Linked DNA regions of Mus musculus: regions 1, 2, 4 and 5 are each linked to region 3. Evidence: chromatin contacts called from public HiChIP or PLAC-seq and promoter capture Hi-C data. All regions are on one chromosome and are shown on one strand. The core of a region is the stretch at or near the end of the contact, and the rest is flanking DNA. Distances in the headings are between cores, read along the strand shown.

Region 1 (4,044 bases), core at 559-3,058, 630 kb after region 3:
GAGCTGGGCACTGCCTTCTTCTCCATGTTACACTCTAAGTACTGAAAGCCTCTCTTACCAGCACAGCTCCGCAGTCATTCTGCTCTGTCTGCCTGTCTCCAAAACACATCTCACAGACTTCTCCCCTCCCCCACAGTGCCACCCAGGCTAGCCTGTCACCTCCCACCCTGATCAACTCCCAAGACTCACCTCTGTCTTCTGAATCCATGACTGTTTACATCGGTCAGCTAGAGCTACCTAAGACCTAACTTGAATTATATTATGTCCCTGGCAGCCATACCAGTGGCTCTTTGCTCAGGCGCCCAGGTTTACCATGGCCACGTCCCCCTAACCAGTTTCTCTTACACAAAAAGCTTTTGTTCCTCAGAGTTATGGGACATATGCAACCTACAGGAAACTCTTTCCTCTGCTGCCCCTGCTGCCCCTGCTGCCCCTGCAGCCCCTGCTGGTGCCTTCTCATCCTTAATAGCTTAAGCATAATCACATTAAAGAAAGCCTCATCTTATTTAAGAGGTGCCTAAGATACACCACTGTCCCACCCGGCCACCCTGCCCAGTCCTATGATCCATGCCTGACACCCCTTACCCAGTTTAAAGTATTTATTTATTTGCTAGTAGTCTGTCATTTCCCCACACACACTATATTAAAACCCATGGAGGGCGAAGGTTCCATCTTTCTATCTGCTTGACTCCCACTGTATCCTCCAGGGTTGTCACTGGCCATTGTCATTGTCATAGTGTCATGGAAGCCTTCCTAGAGAATCCCACTGTTCTAGCAACTTTGCTGAACTTGTAAAGTCACCCAAGAATGGGGTCAAGAGAATCCCCAGTCTAGGGTCATCTGGGATATGGAAAAAAAGTAAGTGCCAGGTGGCCCGTCTGTTGGTTGGGGTAGTTATAGGGAATTTTGACAGCAGGACTGCAGCTTATGCTCATGGTGGTCAGCAAGGCAAGGTCACTCTCCCTGGTGCCTTGGTAAAAAGTGAGTTGGGTGCGATGTCCCCACGATGGCTGAAGAACTCCCCTGTGCTCAGGCTTCCTGTGTTTACTAATATGGTTCGTCAACATCAATCTAAACAAGTTTATCAATTAGTGCCTAGAACTGTTTATAGTTTCATCTTTGGATTCACAGAGGAACAGATGCGAGAAACTGAGATACCCTCTAACGTCTATCAAAGGGTTCCCCTCTGCCAGGTGGTGGTGGCGCACGCCTTTAATCCCAGCACTTGGGAGGCAGAGGCAAGCAGATTTCTGCGTTCGAGGCCAGCCTGGTCTACACAGAGAAACCCTGTCTAGAAGAGAAAAGGAAAGGAAAGGAAAGGGAAGGGAAGGGAAGGGAAGGGAAGGGAAGGGAAGGGAAGGGAAGGGAAGGGAAGGGAAGGGAAGGGAAGAGAAGAGAAGAGAAGAGAAGAGAAGAGAAGAGAAGAGAAGAGAAGAGAAGAGAAGAGAAGAGAAGAGAAGAGAAGAGAAAAAAAAGTTCCTCCCTCTTTTCCACAATCTAGTCCCCACATTCAAGCTCTTGCTCTGAGAATATACCTAAGATTCTTGTCAATAAAATACAAAGAGAAAAGGATTGTATCACTGGCGATGAACTAGTCTCTATTGAAGCTGATGGACTGACAGTATGAATGGACTAAAAATTGACCAGGAAAAACGGATGACCTAGGGGAAGGGAAGATGTGGGGACTGACAACCGACAGCCCTCCAGAAGGGACTCTGTGTGGGGATGGGGCTGCCTACTGGGTGTGCCTCTTTTCTATTCTCTGGCTCCTGCAGATAAGACCAGCAGTTAGGGTACACTCTCCTCCCAGTCTGTGGTTCTTGCAGCCCCAGTCCCACACTTTGGAAGCATGTCTGTCCAAGAGAACGAGCTACCCCAGCAGCTCTGGCCCTGGATCTTTAAGTCCCAAAAAGACTTAGCAAAGTCTGCTTTAAGTGGGGCTCCAGGAGGTAAGAAGAGGAAGGGAAGCCACTGAACAGAGAGGAGAATTAGGGTAGAATCAGTGTTGGGGGTGGAGGCCTTGGGGGAAGGATGCCCACTACAGCCTCTGTTAAATTTGATTTGAGCCTTTGATCCAGGCTCTGCAGACAGGCCAAAGGGGATCCGGCAGCATGGACGCCACGGGGCACTCCCGTGGTTCCTGGACTCTGGCCCCCAGTGTACAAGGCTTCCATTGGCAAGAGAGATGCTAGCTGGTTATACTTTAACCAGGACTGATCTCGTCTGTGCCAGGCCCCATCCCACTGACAAAGGCAGAGTATAAAGCAGACCCACAGACACAGCAGGTACGCAGCAGTATGGAAGGTGCTCTACTGAGCCGGGCTGGGTCAAGCTACGGGGGTTTCCCCCACAAGGGGGCAGGCAGGGGATAGAGCCGCACTGTATAGATGGAGGGAACTTGGAGGGGAGGGAAGTGGGGAAGCCAGAGAGTTGCCTGGAGCTAGAAGGAAGTAAACAAGGAAAAGTAACAGAGAGATTCCAGGCCTAGAGAATGAGATGCCTTGAGACTTGAGGGAGGCTTCTGGGGGTGCTGAGGCTGAGTGGTCTGCTGGGGGGCGGGGTGGGGGAGGGTCTCGGTAACTGGGTCCGTAAGGACTCAGCTTTGAGCTAGACCTAGATTTGAATCATCTTCCTTGGAAGATGCCCTTTTCTTAGACAGTGCATTTTCTCTCTCCGTCTTTTTCCTTCCTTGTAAAGTTGGGAAAGAGCACATCTAACAGCCTGCTCCATAGAACCCTGGAGACTAAACAAAGTAATGTGTGACACTCAGATTGAAGGAAGGCCTCCTCACACAGACCGGAGGGCTGAATAGACACAGGGTGCACTGGCAGGAAGCACATGGGGGATAGGCGATTGTCTGTGCAGGATCCTGAGTCCCCATCTACCGCAGGGCCAGCAGGATACCTGAGACGTGCCAGTGTGGCCCAGCTGACCCAGGAGCTGGGCACTGCCTTCTTCCAGCAGCAGCAACTGCCCGCAGCTATGGCGGACACCTTCCTGGAACACCTCTGCCTTCTGGATATCGACTCAGAGCCTGTGGCCGCTAGGAGCACCAGCATCATTGCCACCATCGGTAAGACCACCCAACCCTGGGCCGCCACACTGGGCCGCCTGCATGACTCTGGTGTCTCCTTACTGTGCTATCTTTGCCATGGTCATTCATTCAACAAATATTTGTGAGATTTGCAGGTGTTGTTGTTGTTGCGGGTGTTGTTGTATTTGCTTCTTTTTCTTTTTCTTTTTTTTTTCTGAGACAGAATCTTCTTATGTTGTAGCTCTGGCTGTTGGGCAGGCAGGTCTCAAACTCAGAAATCCACCTACCTTTGCCTCCTGAGAGCTGGGCCGGGTTAAAGGTATGTGCCACCTTGCTCCACTTGAGGCTGGGTCTTTAAGACAGGGTCTCGGGTAGCCTTGGATAGTTTCAAGCTTATTATGTAGCCCATATTATATTGTCTTAGCCTAATGAGATCATAAGTATGTAATACCACACCCAGCTTAACAAATGCTCGTTGAGCCAGGTAGCAGTGGCGCACGCCTTTAATCCCAGCACTTGGGAGGCAGAGGCAGGAAGATTTCTGAGTTCGAGGCCAGCATGGTCTACAGAGTGAGTTCCAGGATAGCCAGGGCTATACAGAGAAACCCTGTCTCAAAAAACCAAAACCAACCAACCAAACAAACAAACAAAGCAAAAAAAAACCACAAATGCTTGCTTAGTACCTGGAAGACAAGGTTTGGAATTGGGGGTAGCCCAGTAAATAAGGGAAGTCTAGTGGATGGGACAATAAATACTAAGCAATAATTTATTAAAATGTTCTAATTCAGAGTCAAGTGTGGTGGCCCAAGCTTTTAATCCCAGCATTTTGAAAGCAGAGGCAAATGGATCTCTGTGAGTTTGAGGCTAGCCTGGTCTACATAGTGAGTTCTAGGGCAGCCAGAGCTACATTAAAAACAACAACAACAACAAAAACAACCAGCCAACCAAACAAACGAAAAAACTTGTTTAAAAAATAAATAAATAAAAAGCTACTTCAGTATGTTAGAAAG
Region 2 (3,743 bases), core at 874-3,373, 620 kb before region 3:
GGCTGCCTCCTTTATCATGGAAGTCCTCATGGAAGAGGCCTTATCTTTTCCTGCTTAAACATCTGAAAACAACATAAGTCAGGAATGATGGCACAAGTCTTTAATCCCAGAACCCAAGAGGCAGGAGCAAGAGGATCTGAGTTCAAGGCCAGGTCTACAGAGCAAGTTATAGGGGGGCATCTAGGACTACATAGAGACCATCAAACAAACAAACACACAAACAAACAAGAAAACACTGTAATCTTAGCTGCCTCTTTTAGAAACTATACTCTAATGCTCATCTAGCCTGGACAGTATCTAGATGGTGAAACAGATTTAAACAGATCCAGTTGTCAATCTCCAGTAAGACTACATGCTGGACTCCATTTTCATATCTGTAAATAGTATGTTAGGGCTGAGGATATGGCCCAGTTGATAAGGATGCTTGCCTAGCATGCACAAAGCCCTAGACATGAATGTAAGCTGCATAAAGCAGGCATGGTGGTGTTCAGCTGTAATCCCAGCACTCAGGAAGGAGATGGAGGAGAATCTGGAGTTTAAGGACAATCTTAGCTACTAAAGTTGAAGCCAGCCTGGACTACCAAATCCTGCTTCTATAGGTTGTAATCCCAGCTACAGGGGAGACTGAAGCAGAACAATCTAAAATTCAAGTCAGTCTAGACAATCTAGAAAAACCATTCCTCAAAATAAACAATGGAAACAGGGCTGGGTTTTGTAGCTCAGTGGAAGAGCATTTACCTACTATGTGTGAGGGAGGCTACAAGTCCAACTCCCATTGTGTGTGGGGGTGAGGGAGAGGCAATACTCAATTTCTTATACCAGGGATAGTGTAATACACTTTTTAATCCAGCACTTGGACTCTGAGACAAGAGGATCACAAGTTGAAGCCCAAGCTGAGCTACACAGTGATTCAAGAAAAGCCTGGGTTACAATACTAGAACCATGTCAAAATAAGTAAACATTCCATCTCTTCTCTAACTCCACTCATGTCCTTTACCTCCTTCCAGCCTTCTTATTTTAGAGATGGGGCAAAGGATAAGGCTGGTCCTGGATGTTCAACAGGAGCACTTTAGTCCCACCAGCTGTCACTTCAGGCGCCACTTTTAACCTGCCCTCAATATGGGAAGAGAAGCCAACTGAGATAAAGATGCTGAAAGGGAAAGAATTGTCTCCATGCATGCGCCTTAAGCCTGTCAGTACCAAGGATACCACGCATCCCTTTCTGCAAGGAAGTCCCAGGTTCCAGAATGCCTCATGGCCAATACCCTAACTCCCCAAAGCAGGCAAGTTCAGGTGAATTTAACCGCCTTCTAAGAGGATTCCAGCGGCTCGGAGTCAACGGATGCGTTTGTCGAGCTCCATTATGGTTACAAGTCCCTCCTACCCCTAAACTCCAGCCCAATGGGACTTGAGGTGCCCCCCCCCTCCATACTCACATCGCCCTTCTGCAGCTCCGGCGCCGCTATCCTAACCGGTTCGGTTCTCTTCTTTGGCTTGGGAAGGCCCAAGGGGGGTCCGACACCGCCCACAGCTGGGGGCAGACTGAGCCCAGGGCCTTGAGGCGATGGCAGCCCCAGCCCCTCTCCAACTCCCGCAGCTTCAGCAGGGCTCACTCCTGCAGGTGGCGGGAAGCCGCCCAGGCCAAAGGGCAGCGGCGGAGGCGGCTGCAGTCTGGGGTCTCCGGTGGGCGGGGGCAGCAGGAGCGGCGGGGGGAAGGCTGGGGCCAGCATCTGGGGGGGCGGGGGCAGCAAGGCCGGGCCTTTGGGTGCAGGAAGAGAAGCGAACAGGCCTCCTAAAGTGGGCCCTGGCATAGGAGCCGCCACATCCTCTTCCTCCGGCTCCGGCTCCGGCTCCGGCTCATCCGGCTCACTATCGTCGCTGCTGGCATAAGCAACCAGAGACATGGCGCCTCCCGCCTTTGGGACGCCCTTGCTGGCAGACTAGGCCTACTTGAGACCCGGGATGTCCCGGCGGCCTAGTAGGCCCTACCAGCGGGCAAGGCGGGGAACCGAAAAGCGCCTCCTGCTCCGTGCTCTAGAACTATCCCCGGCAGGAACCCATGGCTAGGGTTGATTTCCACCGAGTAAGAATTCCCGCTACACTTAAGCTCCTAGCACCAAGCAACTACACACACCTAATGGCCGCCGAGTCACTCCGCCTACTACTCACCTCACAGACTTAAGAACTACAATTCCCAGAGAAGACTTTAGCAACAACCCCATTCTCTACCTCCGGGAACTCAGTGCAAAGCATGGCGGGAATTGCAGTCTAAAGGTGGCGTAAAGGGTGCGCAGAAAGACTGAGCGAAAGCTTCCTCTGATGCAGTGATTCCTGGGATTCGTAGTTTGTTTGTTTGTTTGTTGTTGTGTGTCCTTTCAAGTCCTATGTTACTACAAGCCCCATGGATCAGCGCGGTAGCACGTAAGCATTTAGAGCATTTCGGTACTTGAAGTTCCTCAGAGCAGCTAAGGATTATGGGAGCTGTGGTACCCTTAGAAACTGCAAGTGTTGTCGGGAAAGTGATGAAGTCTGGGAAAGTAAATAGCTTAAAGGGAAAGTTACCTGTAAATAAAACAGTGATGCTTCCGAGTCGACCTGGGTGTTAGAACAAAGCACCCCAAGAAAAGACAAAGCTCTAGGGTACGTTATAAAATTAAGATTGCGAAGCCAGAAAGAAAACGAGGCCGCAGGCATCTGAGAGCATGGCAAGGGTGGTGTCATGCACCTTGAATCCCAGCACTAGGAAGTCAGACGCGGGCGGAGATCTGTGAGTTCGAGGCCAGCCTAGACTATGAAGTGAGGTCCAGGACAGCCAAGGTGACACAGAAAATCCTGTCTCTGTCTCACAGAAAAAAAAAAAAAAAAAAAAAAAAAAAAAAAAAAAAAAGAGTCAGTGCTCTTAACCAATGAATACACCAGTATACATCTAGTAACAGTACACACCTCCCATGAACGCTATCCCCATGAGTGTGGGGACTTGGGCTCCTTCCTCAGCAACTAGTGAGAAGCACGGGAAACTAGGGCAAGGTATTGGAGAATTGGAGATTAATCACTTTACCTCAGTAAAAGGACAGACTATGGCCCGGTACACTTCCAAGTTCTTAGGGGTTGATCACCTGTGCCCACCCTACAGTGCATGTGTCTTTGGCATTCATTTCTTGGCTGGATGTGCTGTCTTCTCGGCCTTTGCGTATGGCCCTCATATCCACCCACTTTTACTGCAGGCTTTTTCACATACTGCCCGTCTATGATGACGTGCTGTGCAACTGCTCTTCCCTGGCTCCCTGTGATTCTGGATCACTTCTGTCACCCTCTAACTGAGGGCCCTCTACTTGCCATGTCCTTTATACATGAACCCATCTCTCTGTGGGTACCTCCCTGCTCCTAAGAGCAGAAAACCTTTGAGGTCAGCCAACAACGAAAGAGCTGCTAGAGTTTGGCAGGGAGGAGGCTAAAGAACGTGGAAAGGGTGCTTTGAGCGAAGGATGAGGATTGTAAAGACTGTGAAAGGATGTGGCTCTTCCTCACCAGCCTCCTCGCCATGTGTCTGAACATTTGGCTTCATACACAAACTTATACCACCTTCTCTAGACATCTGCTTAAATCTCCCAGAATAACTTGTATACACCTGTGTTTAAACTATACTGAGTTTAGGCAGCTCAACATTACAGTGCTTAGCTAGCATGCACGTATGTACATGATTCAGAATTTGACACCCCACTGATACCTGTCCCCCCCCCAAA
Region 3 (3,895 bases), core at 662-3,161:
ACCCATCTGTGCACATGACCTCTGCTCACACTTGAGGCAATGGGCTTGCCATACTCACCACCTAGGGCTGGAATCTGGTAAGGAATAGAATGACCAACCACAGATACACAGTGGGTTTTGTCAGAAGATAATGCAAAAAGGAAAAAGAGGAAGAGAAGTCAAAGCTACCAGCCCCTTAGGTATCAGTGCGCACGTCCAATGTCCAAAGCTCTTTGTCTTGGGTCTACAACATAGAAGAAAAGACCACAGACACAGAGCGAAATGGAAGTACAGGGAGCAAGAGCCCAAACTTCCAGGCTTTGGAAAGCCTTTTTAGAAAGTAGGTGGAGCCAAGTAGGGTGGGGTAGGGTGGGGTAGGGATGGGTGCAATGGGAGTGGCCTGAGGCTCCCTAACGGCTGGATTTCAAAAATGTCATTGTATTCCAGAGGTTTAGTAAGATCAAGACATCAACAGTTCAGAGGATGGGCCAGAGTAAAGTCTGGCTTGACTAGAAAAATGAAAGTGGCTCGCTGGCTGAGCAAGGAAAGGACAGAGCTTCCAAAACCCTTAAGTCACCAAACAGAGAGGGCCCAGACTGGGGTGTCCCCGACTCAGGCATAACAGAATTTCCAGAGCCATTAGCTTCTGTGCCCGGTCTCCCTCCCCACCCTCCCTTGCATTCCTCGACCAGGGAGGCCAAGGGCTGTGGGAGCTGCGGGGGAGCAGATCTCCTGGTGTGCTTCTGGTGGGCCTGAGAGTCTAGGAAAAGCTCCAGACATTCTCAGCTCCTAGAAAGAACCAGGAGAAGGCCGTGCTTACACAGCCATGGGAGAAAGGGGCTATGCAGCCTTGGTAACTCCATTACAGTACCACTGGACAAATGTCAGTGTGGGCGCTATGTCTTAGTGGACATCATGTGTTCAGAGCCACGTTGGGCAAGATTGGCAAAGTGCCAAACCTACCAAGAAAGTTCTAATAAAACCCTTTCACCCATTCTGATGTGTCCCGGGCGGCGTTCGGGAGTTCCAAGACCTGGTAGAGCCTGTTCTACCTTCCTCAAGCCCATCCCCCAAGCTCCAAATGACTGAAAAATCCCACCTTGACAGCATAGGCCCTGTCACCAACGCTACTTGGTCTCAATGCCCCCACCACTCTTTATATCCCCCACCCTCTCACAGAGACCCCCTCCCTTCTATGTCCTATCATGTCTATTACCCTTGGCACTGCCAGTCACCCGCGGGAGGCAGTTCCGGGGAGGGAGGGGACTAGATGGCCAGTTACAGGCGACTGCTGCCTCCCTGGTGCCGGCCGGCCGGGCCTCACTCACCGAGCCTTCAGCTCCTTGAACTCCTCACGCACTTTGCTCAGCTCTAGCTGGAGGCGGGCGCGCTCCTTGGCCACAGAATCAAGGGTCTTGCGGGCATCCCCCAGCTCGGCCTCGTAGGCCGCCTTGATGCCGGACACCTCTCGGCTGACCACCTCTTCAGACTCAGTGATGCGAAGGCGCAGCCCCGCGTTCTCGGTCTCCAGGGAACGCACGCGATCGATGTACACGGCCAGGCGGTCATTGAGCTCCTGCAGGTCCTCCTTCTCCTGCAGCCGGGTGATCCGAGTGGGCGACAGTGGGGTAGAGCTGGCCTGCGCCCCACTGCGGGTGGCGCGCCGCTGTGACGGGGTCTCCATGGCCGGCAGGGTGACAGTGCTGCCCGCTGGGCAGGGGTCCCGAGAAGGGCGCGGGACTTGGACAGAAGGACAGAGGCTGCTCAGGGGGACAGCGAGCCGGCGAAGCTCGCTCCTGGCAGGCGTGGAGATCTGGGCTGGGCGCTGGCGCACCTCGGGATCTGGGTTGGCTGGTGTTGAGGCTGAGGCAGCGTTCCCGCGAACACTGAGTCACTGACAGCCAGGCAGAGGCTCTAATAGGCCCTCCTCTACAGGGGGTGGATCCACTGCTCTTAAAGGAGCCATCCTGTACCCAAAGGGGCGGGGGCAGGTATGGTGAGGAGGAGCCAGCATGCCAACCCTCACTCTGCAGAACACCCCTTTCTGGCCTGGGGCTTCACAATGTTGGTTCCTGCCTACTCAACTCTAAGCTTGCCTTTGGCCTTCTGGAGTAAAGAGCAGAGCCAAAGAATTTGAGTGGGTGGGCAAAGGGTAGTGGTGAGGGACCAGGGGAAGTAGGTGCAAAGTGAGGGAGAGGATCAGGCATCCCCAGAGAGCCAAGGAAGTTGGGGGGAGGGCTGAAGCTGCTGCCCATCAGTGACTCACCCCACTTCCACCACTGGCTCCCCTTTCCTCAGTAGTAATAGTGAGTCACCTCTCCCCCGCGCACAGAAGCGGCCAATCCAGGAGAGTGGAATGGCAAAGGAATGGCTGTGTTTTTAGGTAACTGAGGGATTACTTTATGCCCTCAAATTTGGGGGCAAAGATCAAGGACCTCGGGAAAAAACAAAAAACAAAACCCAAACCTATGCACTTCCCTTATATTTTTGGCTTTAAAACCAAACATTGGGTTTTAGATCTAAGAAATAAGCCTCAGTCCCCAAGAGAAGGCCAAGAATAGAAGCCAGAAGTTGGCCCCGCCCACTCCCCCCTCCCCTTTCATTTGGACCTAGACAGCTGGAAAAAGGGGCTGCTGAAATCCCTCGTTTCAGCCCCTTTCTTCAGCTCACTCCACCCAACCAAATCCAAGACTGTACTTATTTTTTTCCAGGACTGTACTTATTTTAATGGATAATTTAAAACAGATACCAGAGCTGTGCTGTGCGTGCATTCAGCACATGGCCAGGACACCAGGTTCCAGATTTTTGTGGCTTCGAGAAGGGCCTGAAAAGAGGAACGGGGTCAGAGGGTTGTTAATGCAGGGTCTCCATCCTGGTTCCATCTTAAACGGTGTGAGCAAGAACAGCAAAGCTACCCCCTCCTCAGCCACTGCATGCCTGTCTAGCCAGTTCTGGGTGGGCCCTGACTAGATGATCTCCCAATACAGTAACCTGGTCCCCTGGTTCCATGTCCCGGGGTCTCCAGCCTCCATCAAAGACTCCCGATCAGCTGTCTAATCCTCTCCTGTAACCCTAGCCTAAGCCTTACTGGCCCTGGCATCCCCTTCTGCCATGTTCCTTCCCCTTTTGCCATGTGCTTTCCCCTGTCCATTGCTGATTAGCTTGCAGTTCCTGCAGGTCCAGGCAGTGGGCTTGAGTTGGGACTCTTAAGAGATTTTGTTGTTGCTGCTGCTTTTTTTGTTTTTTTTTGTTTTTTTTTTTGTTGTTGTTGTTGGTGGTGGGGGGGGGGTTTGTTTTTTTGTTTTTTTGTTTTTTTCTTTTTTTGGTTTTTCGAGGCAGGGTTTCTCTGTATAGCTCTGGCTGTCCTGGAACTCACATTGTAGACCAGGCTGGCCTTGAACTCAGAAATCCACCTGCCTCTGCCTCCCGAGTGCTGGGATTAAAGGCGTGCGCCTGGCGCTTTGTTTTTTCAAGACAGAGTTTCTCTATGAACTTCTGGCTGTCCTAGAACTCATTTTGTACACCAGGCCAGCCTCGAACTCAAAGATCTGCCTGCCTCTGCCCCCAGAGTGCTGGAATCAAAGGCACGTGCCACTGCCACTGCGCTGGGTTCTGGGAGAGTTCTTATTTCTGTGAGGGTGACTCCAGTGTGGTGAGGACCCAGGATGCATCTAGGGGAGGGAACCTAGGACATGGCTTCCTTTCCCTGTAGTCCCTCGGGCTGTGTGGTTGCCATTCAACTTCCCAGACAAAACAACAGCAAAAACCATTTCTTCTGCTTCTCCCTCCCCTACTTCCTAACCAAGAAGCAGAGGCGGGTGGGTGAGCCAGTGGTGGAACGTGAGCAGTGGGGCTCATGCTGTTCCCTGTTCCCGCTGTCTCAGCCCTTCCTACCCACCCCCCAATCCCTCCCTGG
Region 4 (3,858 bases), core at 989-3,488, 730 kb after region 3:
AAGTTTCAGTTATTTTCTAAGTCAGTGCAATTGTTTATTTTAGGCCTTTTCCGGCCCAGAAAGGAACCTGAGGGGGAAAGGCTGGTAGTTGCAAGTTAGAGAGCTAGGGAAAGTTAGACTAAGTTGAGGTGTGGGTGGGAAAAGGACCAAATGAAGGATGAGGTTGGAGGGTGGCTAAGGTCCTTCCAGCCCCGCTTACTTACCGTGGTAGCGGCGACACTTCAGTCTAAGCTCGGTAGAGATCGAAAGCCCGGTGGCCGGGGCTGCCCCACTCTGGGTGAGGGGGCGCCGGGGGGGCCGAGGGGGCCGGAGGCCGGGACGAGTGCAATATTGGCAGGGGAAAGAACAACACTGCACCACGTCCCGTCCCTCCCGCCCACCCGGGGCTCTGGAATCCCGCTCCCTAACCACCTGGGCCGCTGGAACCCAGGGACTGGAGTGCTCTGGGGAGTATAGGTCACCTTAGAGGTGCGCCAGAGCCTGAACACCCGAAGAGTGAAAGGTGGCGAAAGGGAAAGGGTGAGGAGAGGAGGGGAGCCTCTGGTGCCCCGAAGGCCACTTTCCAACGCTAAAGCAGTGCGCGCGCTTGCTCTTTAAATACTCAGACTGAGAGGCGCAGAGCCATCGCCATGGTGACGGGTGTCCCAGCAACCGAATTGAATGGCTGTTGCCTGGCAATCCTGGGAGTTGGGGTTTGGTGCCGCCCACCTAAATACTTGTGGGCGAACTGACGTAGGGCGGCTCCACTCCGCCCGGAGCAGGCCTGACAAAGCCTCTCAGAGGCGGGACACACGGCGGGAGCGTGGGACCCACGCCTCCGTTCCTGCACCTCCGAAATGTTTTTAAAGTATTAGTTTCCGTCTTGTATTCGTTGGGACTAAGAACTGTTTGCCTACTACAGTTGTAACTGCTCCTGCTGGTTTACTCCGCAACCTCCGCTTGCGGGATCCGGCCTGGCATCCTCAGTCCGCGCTACTGTGAACCCAAAGCCCTCCCCAAATTCAACTGTTTCTGCCCTTCAGAACACCTTTCGTTTCTCCCTAAACACACACACAAACACACGGGTTTGCCTTGTTTCGAGTGCTTGTTCGCCCCAAATATTCCTTTCCCAGATACATCTCAACGTTCTCATGTTCCACGATCGGCCCACCTACTTAATCTCTTCCTCCTCAATATCTAGCTACCTAGACATAACCCGTCCTACACCCCACCCCCCACCATTCAATGTCATCACACAACTTGATGCCCCCCCTTCCAGATACCTTGGGGCTCCAACCACTTTTACCCTACCCGCAAACACCATCCCCAGAAGTCTAGTAGCCCAATTAATGACCCTTGCTTCTCCCCTACAGTGTGCATTCTTTCCTATCTGTCCGAGGCATTGATTCTTTTCGCCAAGGCACAATTAACTTCCTTAAGTTAATCTGTCTCAACTTGGGCTGTGCTGCCAAACTATCGGCTGGTGCGAGTACGCCGCGCGACGCTCGCGGTGACCACTAGAGGGCAGGCGTTTCCGGATAGAAGGGCCGGTCAACCTGCCACTCAAGGTGGAGGGTTGGGTAGGAAGGACCTTAGGCTTCAGTGGAGCCCAAGTTTAGTCCTTTTTAAGTGGAAATTTCCCCCACCGCCTTTCTCGGGAGAAAGCCAAAGAGAGACCCAGGCTACTGGAAAGTCTGGCAGGGGCGGGGATTGTGGTTTTCAGAGTACCGGGAACGGCTAGAAGGGCGGGGCTGTTCCGGGAAGTGGCGGGGGGGGGGGGGGTTCGGGGAGGGAGACTAAAACTAGCGACCTGTCCACTATTATCCAGCCCCCTTATGTCCTCTCAACTTGTGAGAAGTGGTGTTCAAGGACCCGCAGAGAGAATAGGAAAAGGGATCGGGGGACCTAGGGATGGACTTCCCATGTCTTGCTGTCCAGGGCCTTTCTGTGTTTCCTTTCCTCTTCTTGGCGGTCACTCTGGGACTAAAACCAGAGCCAGGGGGCCCCAGGTTTCCTCCACATACACACCTGGGGTAGTCAAGGAGCGGTTGGTAAAAGTGGGAGGCCAGATGGAGAAAAAACAGGTTGTCATAAGGTTGAGTGATTGGAGCCCAAGTACCCTACACAGGAATGACTGGGGGGGAGGAGGAGGAAAAGAATAGGGGAGGGGGCGGAGTTTTGTTACCTGTCACCTGCTCTGACTGTGCCTAGGGCGGGAGGGGGACTGGTATAAAGCAGCAGGCACCAGCCCTGTTCCACCTCACACACGGAGCGCCAGCCTTGAGTTTGTTTTCTAGCCCCTTCCCGCCTGTTCACCACCACCATGACCCCGGGCATTCGGGCTCCTTTCTTCCTGCTGCTACTTCTAGCAAGTCTAAAAGGTGAGAGGCGCAAGGTGGGGAGGGGCTGCGCTGTTCAGGTGGGACTCCCAGTCTTTCTGTGGAGTTTGCTTACTGGTAGATTATGAGAGTCATAAATGGCCATCCATACAGGTATGGCCCAGTATGTGCCAGGGGGGAAAAGAGGCTAAGGAAGGAGGCTGAGAAGAGGTGACCCCTCAGGAGAGTGGGCACTATAGTAGGCAAATAATACTCTTTGTGGGGAGTAGAGAAGAGAGGCTGTGTCAGGAGAAGTAGCTCCGGAGTGGAAGAATGGGGCCGTGTGCAGTGGTTCCAGTCTATAGTTCCCACACCCTGGACGCTCAGGTTCACAGAGAGTTCAAGGCCAGCTTAGGCTACAGTATGAATACTTGTCTCAAGTAGAGGAATAAATGAGCCAGAAGCAGAGGTGAGACCTCTGCTTAGGGAGGGAGGCTGTCAGGATGAAGGCAAACCAGGGGCTACCTGATGCTAACATGATCCCCCTTCCTTCCCCGGTTACTTTGTTTTCAGAGTTTATATTTTTCTTCTTGCTCTGATTTTTATTCATCAACCCAGTAGGTTTTTTTTTTGTTGTTGTTGTTGTTTTGTTTTTTTTTTCTTCAACTTTGGCTCTAGCCGGAACTAAAACATCACACATGTTATCCAAAGCGACCCAGTGTCCAACTCTGTTGATTAGTGCTGCGCTGCTGTGAGCATAAAAACAGTTTACCCCTAATCTTCCACTCTGGTTCAGGTTTTCTTGCCCTTCCAAGTGAGGAAAACAGTGTCACCTCATCTCAGGACACCAGCAGTTCCTTAGCATCGACTACCACTCCAGTCCACAGCAGCAACTCAGACCCAGCCACCAGACCTCCAGGGGACTCCACCAGCTCTCCAGTCCAGAGTAGCACCTCTTCTCCAGCCACCAGAGCTCCTGAAGACTCTACCAGTACTGCAGTCCTCAGTGGCACCTCCTCCCCAGCCACCACAGCTCCAGTGAACTCCGCCAGCTCTCCAGTAGCCCATGGTGACACCTCTTCCCCAGCCACTAGCCTTTCAAAAGACTCCAACAGCTCTCCAGTAGTCCACAGTGGCACCTCTTCAGCTCCGGCCACCACAGCTCCAGTGGATTCCACCAGCTCTCCAGTAGTCCACGGTGGTACCTCGTCCCCAGCCACCAGCCCTCCAGGGGACTCCACCAGCTCTCCAGACCATAGTAGCACCTCTTCTCCAGCCACCAGAGCTCCCGAAGACTCTACCAGTACTGCAGTCCTCAGTGGCACCTCCTCCCCAGCCACCACAGCTCCAGTGGACTCCACCAGCTCTCCAGTAGCCCATGATGACACCTCTTCCCCAGCCACTAGCCTTTCAGAAGACTCCGCCAGCTCTCCAGTAGCCCACGGTGGCACCTCTTCTCCAGCCACCAGCCCTCTAAGGGACTCCACCAGTTCTCCAGTCCACAGTAGTGCCTCCATCCAAAACATCAAGACTACATCAGACTTAGCTAGCACTCCAGACC
Region 5 (4,141 bases), core at 983-3,482, 750 kb after region 3:
TTCAAAGCTTTTTTTATTTATTATATGTAACTACACTGTAGCTGTCTTCAGACACACCAGAAGAGGGCATCAGATCTCATTACGGATGGTTGTGAGCCACCATGTGGTTGCTGGGATTTGAACTCGGGACCTATGGAAGAGCAGTCAGTGCTCTTAACCCCTGAGCCATCTCCCCACCCCCACCCCTTTTTTTTGTCCTTAGTTTCCCAGGCCTAAATCTGAATTCTTTACCTGACGCTGGTGTCTGCCCTAGTAGCAACATGCCTATTGGTTTAATGACTTATTTTCACCCCCTAGCTTCATCTTCTCCATGGTTGGTCTGTACTACATCAACAAGATATCGTCCACTCTGTACCAGGCAACAGCTCCAGTTCTCACACCGGCCAAAATCACTGGCAAGGGCAAGAAGAGAAACTAACTGTGAATGAGTAATAAAGTTGTGTCTTTGTAGCTGTGTCTGTGAACTGTGACAGTTGACCTCATCTGCCAGTGCCCAAGCTGGGCAGGTGCTGCAGCATCCTTGCCCTCCACTGACAAGAGAGTCATTGTGGGAGAAGAACGCAAAAATGATCGGGGTCTTAACCTATGGGGAGAGAGGTTAAACAGTAGATAATACAGGAGGGCCTGCCTTTCAGAACCTAACTGGTGTGCGTGTGTGTGTGTGTGTGGGGGGGGTATGTGCACATATGTTGGGGTGGTGCACATTGCGTGCGTGTAAGGACCCTGGGTTGGTCACCGACCCTTGCTTCTTCACTCTGGCAACCTTGTTTCCCTCCCCCATTTATCTTGTCTTCAAGATATTAAGAAATCCATAAGTCTCTTCAGGTTAGATCAAAGAGCAGCCAGCCCACAGCCTCAGCCAAGTCTTGATGGAAATGAGGCTGTGGCCCCAGACCCTGCTTTGTGCTGTCATGAGAAGCAGCTCTCTGTCCAGGGTGCTTGTCCTTTAGAGCAGCAAGGTTCCCGCCCCCTCCCCCCCCCACCTCCCTCTCCCGGTGGATGCTCCAAACTTTAGGAAACACCCATTTTGGTCACTTTTGTATACTCAGTAGTGCCTGAGAGTGGGAAGTAGGTTGGTTGAATGAAAAAACTTATCCTTCAACCCTTCTAGGACAAAATCCTACACATTTAGAGGCACCTAAAGGTTAGGGAATAAGGCTCAGTAAAGATGAAGCCAAGCGTCTAAGGAGGTCTGGTGAAGGATTATTAAGAGGCCACACTGCCCAGTCAATCACTCTTTACCTGGCCCAGGAGGAGGAACTGCACAGTTTGCATAAAGTGCTGACAGAGGGCGCTGTGAGCCCATCGATCCTGGATACTCAGGCCGACCTCTACCTGCATATTGGTCCTAAAGGACTAGGCAGTGCTCTAATTCTTTGGAAGCCAATCTAGGGAACTCAAGGGGCCAGGCACCGTACTGGAAAGCTAGAAGCATCACTTCCTGTTCCTGGGCTAGGAGTTGGACAGAATTTTCAGTAGAGATCACAGAGTCTTTCTGAGCCTGGCAGTTGAAAGCTCATCTAGTGAGGTTGAAGTGTGGCGTGTAGAGCGCTCTGAAGGAGGGATGGAGGGTGTCCAAAACAGGTCCTGGGTCTATGGGAAGGTCTAAGTCAGACCTTGATTTTCTCCTTGCCTGGAGTGGGAGCACTGGGTAGGACACACATAGCCCTGGGATATGGCCTCCTGAGGGTCAGAGGCTTTCAGAAGGCTTGGGTGGAGTCAGGCAGATAACAAATACCACTTCTAAGGTTTAGGTATGTGAGGGGAAGATCAGAGGTGACCCAGCAGTGCTAAGGAATCAATGTCACCTACTGTGTAGGACCAGGGGCAGTATGTGCCTCAGGAATAATGACCCATCCCTCAGGAATGGGTGGATTTACAAGGCAGGTCGGCGCCAATAGCAGCTTTACACTCAGCCTATCTGTGGTGTCTAGTTGTAGGCTATACACACCTGACCTGCCAATTAACCCTGACAGAGATATCACAGTCTCTAATCACCATCATTAGGTAAAGGGACCCGAGGATATGGTGCCTTCCAAGACCTGAAGGTGAAAAAGACAAAGGAATTTGGGGTTCCTGGGACTGCTCCAGCCGGGTGGCAGAAGACCTATGGGAGAGCGGGGCATCTCCCCACCCCCACTCCCCGGAGGACAGAGGGAGGCAGATGTTTCCTCCTGTTCACTCACACGTGGCAGCGACACCCACAGGCACCCGCCCCCAACTCCGGAAACAGGAGTAAATAATACGTGGGCGGAGTCGCTGTAGTCTGGCCTGAGGCTTCTGGCCCCTGACCTGACATGCTCCTTGGAGTCAAAGGTGATACCACCCTTCAAGAAGGCAGTGGGACACTGAGACTGAGGCAAGTGGACTAGATTGGCCTCCCTCCCCGGGACAGGCACAAGCATGAAGAGTGCCTGGCATTTAGGGCATACCAATGGGACAGGGCGGGACCTGGGGGCGCCCAGGGCAGGCGGGAGGGCTAGTCTGCGCCAGCCCTTGGCTCCAGCCCTTTCCGGCCCTTATTGTCCTTGGTGAGAACCGGACACTGTCCTGTTCCCACTGCCCCCTGCCTCCACAGCTCTGCTCCCCAGGGCCTGGGGAAGGATGTTGGGAAACAAGAGAGAGGCAGAGACCCATAGAGACAGAGAAGCTGAGAGACACAGAGACAGAGGCACAAAGGAAAGGGTTCTGTGAGAAGGATACACTGAAATCTATTGTGAAGGCACTGGGTGGTGGGCTCTGTGGGAACCTTGGTAGAATGGGAAGTTGGCAGCCCTGCCTTCTTTGGGGGACTGCTGGAGTCTACAGTCCTTGACAGGTTACAAATAGTGCTACCTCCTAAGCAAACAATGCTCAGAGCCCTAAGGCAGACAGCCGGGGCACTTAATTGTCCCCTATAGGTACATTTCTTGGCTTCCCTTCCAGGAAAATGGAAGTTCCTGGGGGCTCAAGGGCCAGAGCCAGGATCTGGCTCCTCAGTCCACCCCTTCTAGGGCTGAGAGCCAGATGTGCATATACAAGCTGTACCATAGATGCTGCTTGGTTGAGTTCCTGCAGAGGCACAGGGAGAAGCCCCTAATTGGCTATAGAGTTAGGCGTTCTCAAATACCTATAGCAAACAGCTTTAGGTCAGCTACTGGGAGTGAAGACTTCAAAGCTTTCCCTTAGGCTCCAAGGGGCAGCCACACCCAGCTAGGCTCTTCAGCGCTCTTCAGGCTCTTCAGGCCCGTGCCAGGTGGGAATCCTGGGCCCCACAGGTCTCAGCAGTTCCTTCCCGGGATTCAGATCCTTTGCCAACTGGAGAGAGGTCCAGGTCCCTAGATCTATAGAGGTTCCAGCGACACTCAGAAAAAAAAACAGGCATGCGTCTATTTAACAAATTATTTTTCTTGCACATGTAGAGTGTGTGTGGTGTCCTCACATGTATGCATATTCACAAGCACACAAATGGGTGGATAGGCACACATAGGCATGCAAAGTTGGAGGTCCAAAGTTAAAGTCTAGTGTCTTCCCCAGCCTCTCCTTATTTATTGAGGTAGCATCACTGAATCTGGAGCTCACAGACTCCAGTTAGTCAAGGTAGCCAGCGTGTCCTGGGACGCCCTTGTCTCTGCCTCCTGGGTGCTGGGACTACAGGAGGTTGCCACGGCCACCTGGATTTTTGGGATATGAACTCCTGTCCTCACCTGGCCCTTTCTCCACTGACCCATCTTCCCCAGCCCAACATGAACAGTTAGTTAGCATGGTGTGGCAAGTGTGCTAGCCACACAGTCTGTATAGGACTCAGAAATTCTGATGATAAACTAAGATTCTATTATGTCCCTTCAAGGTCTGTGGCAACGGGCACACGGGATTTGCTGGGCTATTCTGTGTTATGTATATTTGAAAACTCAAAAGTAAAAGTTCAATCTTTTTTTTATGGCCAATTCCTGTTTTCCTAGAGGATCTGACTCCAGCTACACTGGGGGACAACACCAGAAACTTTAAATTAGAGCCATCACCACCACCACCACCCCACCCCACCACACCCCCGAAGCAATAAAGTCTAAGCCAAATGGGTTTCCTTACTGTGAGGAGGGAACCTCAAGGCTCCCAGAGAATGTCTCACACCTTGAGAAAGCCGGGAAAGAAAAGCAGAGGG

What was found. Promoter capture Hi-C pulls out the DNA fragments that hold promoters and counts their contacts. HiChIP or PLAC-seq counts read pairs in DNA pulled down with a chosen protein or histone mark.
Region 1: a contact with region 3 is called in a promoter capture Hi-C map of liver, with 2.6 times the contacts expected there. The contact joins the promoter of Pklr here to the promoter of Lmna in region 3. A contact is called at or near these places in 3 of 39 promoter capture datasets (cranial neural crest, liver and neural stem cells).
Region 2: a contact with region 3 is called in an H3K4me3 HiChIP or PLAC-seq map of bone marrow-derived macrophages, with 4 times the contacts expected there. The contact joins the promoter of Prcc here to the promoter of Lmna in region 3. A contact is called at or near these places in 1 of 39 promoter capture datasets (liver) and 2 of 115 datasets of contacts at active chromatin or transcription factors (bone marrow-derived macrophages and pancreatic cancer cells).
Region 4: a contact with region 3 is called in a FOXA1 HiChIP or PLAC-seq map of pancreatic cancer cells. The contact joins the promoter of Muc1 here to the promoter of Lmna in region 3. A contact is called at or near these places in 4 of 39 promoter capture datasets (the SN4741 cell line, hippocampal neurons and liver), 1 of 15 datasets of contacts at CTCF or cohesin (CD8 T cells) and 3 of 115 datasets of contacts at active chromatin or transcription factors (epiblast stem cells, extraembryonic endoderm stem cells and pancreatic cancer cells).
Region 5: an HNF4G HiChIP or PLAC-seq map of pancreatic cancer cells shows a contact between it and region 3. The contact joins the enhancer-like site here to the promoter of Lmna in region 3. A contact is called at or near these places in 5 of 39 promoter capture datasets (the SN4741 cell line, cranial neural crest, hippocampal neurons and 1 more), 1 of 15 datasets of contacts at CTCF or cohesin (CD8 T cells) and 1 of 115 datasets of contacts at active chromatin or transcription factors (pancreatic cancer cells).

The regions. Positions count from the first base shown.
Region 1 is chr3:89,134,334-89,138,377 of GRCm38.p6, forward strand. It overlaps Pklr (pyruvate kinase liver and red blood cell), which reads left to right and starts at 1,809. Exons shown (of 11, transcript NM_013631.2): 1 at 1,809-1,949; 2 at 2,891-3,073. The coding sequence starts at 1,850.
Region 2 is chr3:87,883,439-87,887,181 of GRCm38.p6, forward strand. It overlaps Prcc (papillary renal cell carcinoma (translocation-associated)), which reads right to left and starts at 2,124. Exons shown (of 7, transcript NM_033573.2): 1 at 1,437-2,124. The coding sequence starts at 1,904.
Region 3 is chr3:88,501,441-88,505,335 of GRCm38.p6, forward strand. It overlaps Lmna (lamin A), which reads right to left and starts at 1,912. Exons shown (of 12, transcript NM_001002011.3): 1 at 1,308-1,912. The coding sequence starts at 1,663.
Region 4 is chr3:89,226,818-89,230,675 of GRCm38.p6, forward strand. It overlaps Muc1 (mucin 1, transmembrane), which reads left to right and starts at 2,239. Exons shown (of 7, transcript NM_013605.2): 1 at 2,239-2,360; 2 at 3,094-3,858. The coding sequence starts at 2,303. Thbs3 (thrombospondin 3) reads left to right here. Exons shown (of 23, transcript NM_013691.3): 23 at 1-24. It overlaps Mir92b (microRNA 92b), which reads right to left and starts at 381; the gene lies at 299-381. It overlaps LOC115489723 (a long non-coding RNA gene), which reads right to left and starts at 292. Exons shown (of 2, transcript XR_003954661.1): 1 at 204-292.
Region 5 is chr3:89,249,274-89,253,414 of GRCm38.p6, forward strand. Krtcap2 (keratinocyte associated protein 2) reads left to right here. Exons shown (of 5, transcript NM_025327.3): 5 at 298-456. The coding sequence ends at 418. Among named protein-coding and RNA genes, the nearest start is that of Krtcap2, 4.9 kb to the left of the region's middle. Within about 2 kb of position 2,233, at least 131 of the 459 cell types and tissues checked have an H3K27ac peak or open chromatin away from gene starts, as enhancers often do. A contact at or near this core is called in CD8 T cells and pancreatic cancer cells, where this site is marked.